Linked DNA regions of Dromaius novaehollandiae: region 2 is linked to region 1. Evidence: chromatin contacts called from public Hi-C data. All regions are on one chromosome and are shown on one strand. The core of a region is the stretch at or near the end of the contact, and the rest is flanking DNA. Distances in the headings are between cores, read along the strand shown.

What was found. Hi-C and Micro-C count contacts between places; a contact is called where the count stands out from the background.
Region 2: a Hi-C map of brain shows a contact between it and region 1, with 8 times the contacts expected there. The contact joins the enhancer-like site here to the promoter of SRP14 in region 1. A contact is called at or near these places in 3 of 4 Hi-C or Micro-C datasets (brain, liver and ovary).

The regions. Positions count from the first base shown.
Region 1 is chr5:37,417,042-37,419,875 of bDroNov1.hap1, forward strand. It overlaps SRP14 (signal recognition particle 14), which reads right to left and starts at 1,351. Exons shown (of 5, transcript XM_064512450.1): 1 at 1,203-1,351; 2 at 567-639. The coding sequence starts at 1,226.
Region 2 is chr5:37,523,450-37,526,283 of bDroNov1.hap1, forward strand. It overlaps LOC135328482 (a long non-coding RNA gene), which reads right to left. Exons shown (of 8, transcript XR_010389389.1): 5 at 185-340. Among named protein-coding and RNA genes, the nearest start is that of BMF, 25 kb to the left of the region's middle. Within about 2 kb of position 1,457, at least 2 of the 2 cell types and tissues checked have open chromatin away from gene starts, as enhancers often do.

The DNA.
Region 1 (2,834 bases), core at 101-2,600:
ATGAGGAGATTTGTAAAACACCTAGAATTTAAGGCCGTCTGAGCTGACACTGCTGCCATATCGTTCCACAACCCCCTTTCCCTATGACCCCAGCAGCACCTGCTCCGTAAACCAGATCTGCCCAAAAAATACCCCGTTGAACAGTGTCAGTCCTTACACTAGTATACCATGGGAACTGCTTGCTTCAGCAGCACTATGTTTTAAATGCATTTCAAACTGCGACCTGTGATGCTTGACCTGCCAAGTACTGCCAGCTATCCAGAACCTTCCTAAGAAACATGATAAACAAATGAAAGCAACGCTGCACTTCTCTTTCAGAAGTCTGAAGATGAACATTTCCAATTACTGTTTCAATAATTAGAAAGTCTCCATATTGCTTGACAGAAATACAACCCTATTTTACGATCATCAATGCTGCAACTAATTTGACCATTTTGTCAATACTGCCACTTTTGTTTTCAGATACTCCAGCCTAAGACTGTATCTTTTTAAAAGAGATATTAGCAACATCAGAAATTCAATTTAAACCAATATCACTTTAACCTGATAGGAAACTTAAAACTTACATTTCTTCAGTGTTATGAAAACACTGCCCGAAGTTCTGCACTTCTGAAAGAGTCTTGTAAGCTCTGTCAGGAACTGCAAGAAAAAGAGACCCCATCTTTGGCTGAAGGCCACCACACAAGCATGCATTGCTTCTCGCCATACAGCGTAGTAATTTCTGCCTGCGGAGCAGCCATTGCCTCATTCGGATGGCGCTGTTACAACAAAGCCAGTCGCCCGCAACCACCCGGGAATCAGCAGCGACTAAGAAAAGCAGAACTGACATGTTTTTCCACGCGGAAACACCAGACACGAAGCACCAGCCAGGGGCGGCCGGTCCGAGCTTCCGACTCCGGAAAGAGAGGCTGAAACCCCAGACCCGCCGCAGCGCCGCGTTTCTGCTCTCCGGCCGCCACCGACAGCACCGGCACGACGAGCCCCTCCGCCCCCGCCGCTCCCGCGCCCCCGGGCCGGGGCCGCCCCGCGCGGGCCTAGCGCACCCCGCCGAGCGCCGGGCACCCCGCGGGGCCTCCGCCGCGGCACAGGGCACGGCACGCCCCACCCGCCCCGACGGCCGCGCGAGCCCCGGGGGGCGGCAGCGGACAGGCCCGGCGCCCGGGGACCGCCGAGGCCCCCCCCACCCGGCGGCGCCCTCCCACCTGCTCGCTCTCCAGCAGCACCATCCCGCCGCGCCGCGCCGCCCTGCCGGAAACGCCGCGCGCACGCGCACCGCAGCCCCGCCCCCCGCTCGCCCCGCCGGAGGAGCGGGGGCGGCGCCTCCCGCCGAATGGCTCGAGACCGCGCAGCGTCCCTCGGGGGGGCGGGGCGGCCCCGAGGCCCCGCCCCGCAGGCGCTCCGCCCCGGAGAGCGGGAGCGCCACGTCAGCCGCCAGCTGCCGCCCCCACCCGGCGCGGCGGCCCCGCCCCCAAGCGCCAGCCGCGCCGCGCGGTGGCGGGGCGGGGCAGGCAACCGTTGGCGGCGGGGGCGGGGCGGGGCCGCCTACCTGGCCGTGCGCGCTGCCGCAGCCGGTGTCGCACGTCGTCCGTGCTGGCCAGTTACTGCCAGGAGCAAGCTCGCTGCTGCTGAGTGGCTGCTTAACGGACACAAAGGCGGGCACCGCGAATGGGTGCTGCAGGGAGGAGGCCGTTCCCGCTCGGTTCTGTCTCCACTGAAATTTTAACCACCCTGAAGCCGGCGTGTAATAGCGTCTCAGTGCGATTTTTCAGGAAAGCAACTTTTGTGAGTGGAGCTTGGAAAAACAGCATGGTTTTAGGTCCACTGCAAAATCCTGCGCTTACCCCAGCAGCACGCGCTGTCGCTCAGCCGTGTGGCGTTGTCACTGCAGCGTTACCCTTTTCAATCAAAACTCATGATCTAAATGGTGCACCAAGGTTAGCCCTCAATTCTCAAGGCACACGTGCATGTCTGTTACTCTTGCTACTCAAAAACCAGTCACCATGTTTCTCAGAACACTGGACAGACTGTGAGGATGAAAGGCTATGAACCAGCTCTTATGTCCAATGTGCTGAAGTGGATTTTTCAAGTCACATCTAGGCTTTATGAGAAAGCAGGCACATCGCATAAACCATAATGTTAGCTTCCGCATAAAAACACCGGTTAAGCTGGATGTCATTTCCGATGAAGTGCTGAAATGACTGATGCAAAGGATCTTGGCTGCTGAGTATGACTGGCTGTAGGCTCAGAGGATGAAAGATGTGATCCAAAATATAAAATGATCAAGAGCCCTAGACTTGAGCAATAAATAGGTAATGGAAAAAAGCAGCATTTGGGTGGGGAGAGAGAACATTTCACATCCGTAACACTTGAAGCTGCTTAGGGCAAGATTCTGGAAAGTGTTAGGTTTTCTGTCCACCCCAACTTACTTCATCTGTAAACACACAGTACAAAGTAACATCTGCTCTAGTGCCTTTTCCTCTTTCTCATTACGAAAATTGATTTTCTTCCGTCCACGGACCTAACAGAAGTGGAAGGTAATTTCTTACATACAGATAAAAAGAAAAACGCTGTTCTCAGTTTGATAGATGCTTGAGCCCCTAAAGAATTCAAATTCTTCATTTAGAAGTTAAAATGTACAATTGTAGACAGAACTGAAATATCTTCTGGCATTACCATTCTCATGGTGACAGTACTATTTCATATATATGACAACACTTTCGAATCTGTGGGTCTAGTCACTCTGAAAGTCCTTCCTTGAGTTTACAATCATTTGCTATCTTTTTGCAGATTCACCAAGAGGCAGTAGAGGGTGCTGTTATTGCACATACAGAAAT
Region 2 (2,834 bases), core at 207-2,706, 110 kb after region 1:
TATTGGCTACTCATTGTTTTTTGTTCCATTTTTACAGAGTGTAGAAAATTCCGCAAGTTCAGTAACATTTCATTCCTCTCACTGGAGTGAGCTCCCCACCAAGCAAATCCTATAGTGACATGAATTAGTTGAAGTTCTCCAGGAATCCCTATTACATCCTCTATTAAAACTCACCATTAATTACCTGGTATTCCAGGACTTCTCAGAAGTTCTTCAGCTATTGTCAAGAAAAATTCCCAGCTCAGTTTCTTTCCCTGTAATAACATTGATGTTTATTTCTCTCTAAACCAGGCTACTCATTTGATTTTGCTGAAGTTTGCTTCGTAATTTCTATGTAGATCTGAAAAATAGAAAGCAGTTTATCAGCTTCAGTTTTGGCTAATCTGCCATAAACTGCATGTGCTTAACTCTTCCCGTAGAGATCAGAACAGTGGAAAAAAATACAGGATCTTCCCCAGGACCAAGTGACACATCCCATGCCTAGAAAGAGTCAGAGTCCTGGCAGAATTTACCTGTGGTCCAAATCCAGACCAGCCTGTTATATTTCTATAGCCCTGTTCAAAATGCTTATTTACAATTCCTGCAAGTCCTTTCAAATGCTCATCTACAATGAATATGGCACATTAAATACAGGACTCTCCAAGTTCATCTGAAGACATTTCTGATAACAACATGAATTGCCTTCTCATTCTGCTTTTTATCTTCGTTGTTAATCCCTTCTCAGAAAAGGAGCCCTGCTTGGATTACTGAGAACAGCCTCTTTGTTCTCCTTGTTTTTTGTTTTAATTGCCTTCAGAGGACTATTTTAAAAGAATATTCGAGACAGAAATACAAGCTGGCAAGAAGGCCATTACTATAATTTCATATCTGGTGCGATGAGCAGGACCTTCACAGTAATGTAGCTCAGCTGCCAGTTTCAAGGCTAAGACAGTTTTGTGACAGTTGAGCCCAAGTGGAACCAACCAAATATAAGTCTGTTGAAGCTACTAGAGTTTTTTCACTCCGTGTTTACAGTAACCAAGATCAAGATCTAGTGCCTTAGGTTGCCAGCAGCATTCACAGAAGGAATTTGAAGTGAGAGAGAGAAATCAGTTTTGTTAAATGTTATGTCAGGCCTTCTTGAGAACTGAAAGAAGCGGGGCCTGGAAGTTAGATACTACTTGCTGCCTCTAACTTAATTCAGATCAATAAAATCACATTGGGATAGTCACTATCCATATGCAAAGTCAGTCATTCTCTCTCAGTTCCCAGTGAATAAGTCTCCAAAGGAATTTGACAAATGGTCATAGAAGGTAAGCTCCACATAAAGGCCAAGTATTAGAGTCACTTTTTCCCCTGTAACTCTGAAACACTCCTGTGTCAGGGTAGGGCACTCTTGGTGGAGTAAGGCAGCTTGTTTGGCTGGTGCAGAGCTGTGTACACAGATGCTTTACTCACCAAACCATCATTTTCCAGGGCTGCTATTTAAGCGAAGCCAACAGTGCCACTCTGCGATGTGATCGTGGTATAGCACAGTGCTAGATCTATACTTGGCTTTGCAGAGCCCCAGGGAAACAAAACACCTGATGGTACGAGACTTTGGTGGCAGGGAGGTTCTGCAGCTGGCAGGAAGGGCTCCTCTCTGTGTGCCAGCCCAAGTAAAGTGTCCTACACCAGGGCTGGTAGTATGATATCCAGAAGATCCAAGAATCAAATTAACTATATCCACAGAAATCATTCCCTCAGTACTAGAGGTGCAAATATAAGGCCTGATGTACATCTGTGTGATTACAGCTTTATAATAAAAAAGAAACCCAGGAAAATATAGTAGTTAAACTTACTGTGACCAGCTCCTTTGGCTTTTATCAATTTCTGCAACATCATCTATTTTAACACAAACCCTCATTTTTGGAAGAAGTTCAGGTAGAACTTTCTGCATTTCACACTGCCTGACACCTTCCACTATAAGAGTCGCATTCAGCTGCCTATAACTTTGCTAAGCATAAGCTAGGCTGAGTCTTACACTACGGTTGATTCAAAAAACCCCAAAACAAAGAAAAAGAAAAAGCAACACCCCACCCACTTTGGTGGCTTTGGTAAACCTTCAATAAAGCTATATAAAGGCTGGAAAGAAGCAGCTATTTGCCTACTTGGAAAGGGTCTCATATCTGTTCTGTTCAGCTAGCATGTTCTAGTAACTCTCCAGCTTGCAGCAGCAACATAAGCAATAGCTTCTGAAGGAAAGTCTGAGGTTTCAAAGACCGACCTAGGCATTCACAGACCTGGATCACTCACTTTGTTTCTGCTGGGAGACTCAGAGTATTTGGGAATGGTAGAGGTTCCCTCATGAGGTTCCAGCCAAGTCATGAAGGAGGTATGGGTTTCCCCTTTGGGAGGTATTCAGTTTATCCCCTCCTAGCTCAGAAAGCAGATGAGAGCCTGGGGTCTTTCTGGTTTATTGCCCCATAGCCAGGAAAGGAAGATTTCTAAGCCCTTCTGCCCATACTTTGTATACCACTGGTTTAGAGCAAAAACTTGAAGTTAGGTAAGGAGGGCAGCCTTTGAGTCAGGAATGTGTCTGTTACCTTATCTGTCTTAGAAAGGGCCAAATGGAGAGAAAGCAAGGGATGTCAAGAAAAGGTATCTGAGCGCCATTTTGGAGAAATGGATTCTGGCCCTGCCAACCTATCTAATATTTAACATCACACAGAACCAAATGTTCTCATTTCTTCCAGCCCCCAAATCTGGTGATGTATTCTGCAAAGATATTGAGCACTTAACATTAAAAAAAATGTATTATAAGATGCTGAAGTTCCAAAGTTTATAACTGGTTTCTCATATTGGGTATGAAATTA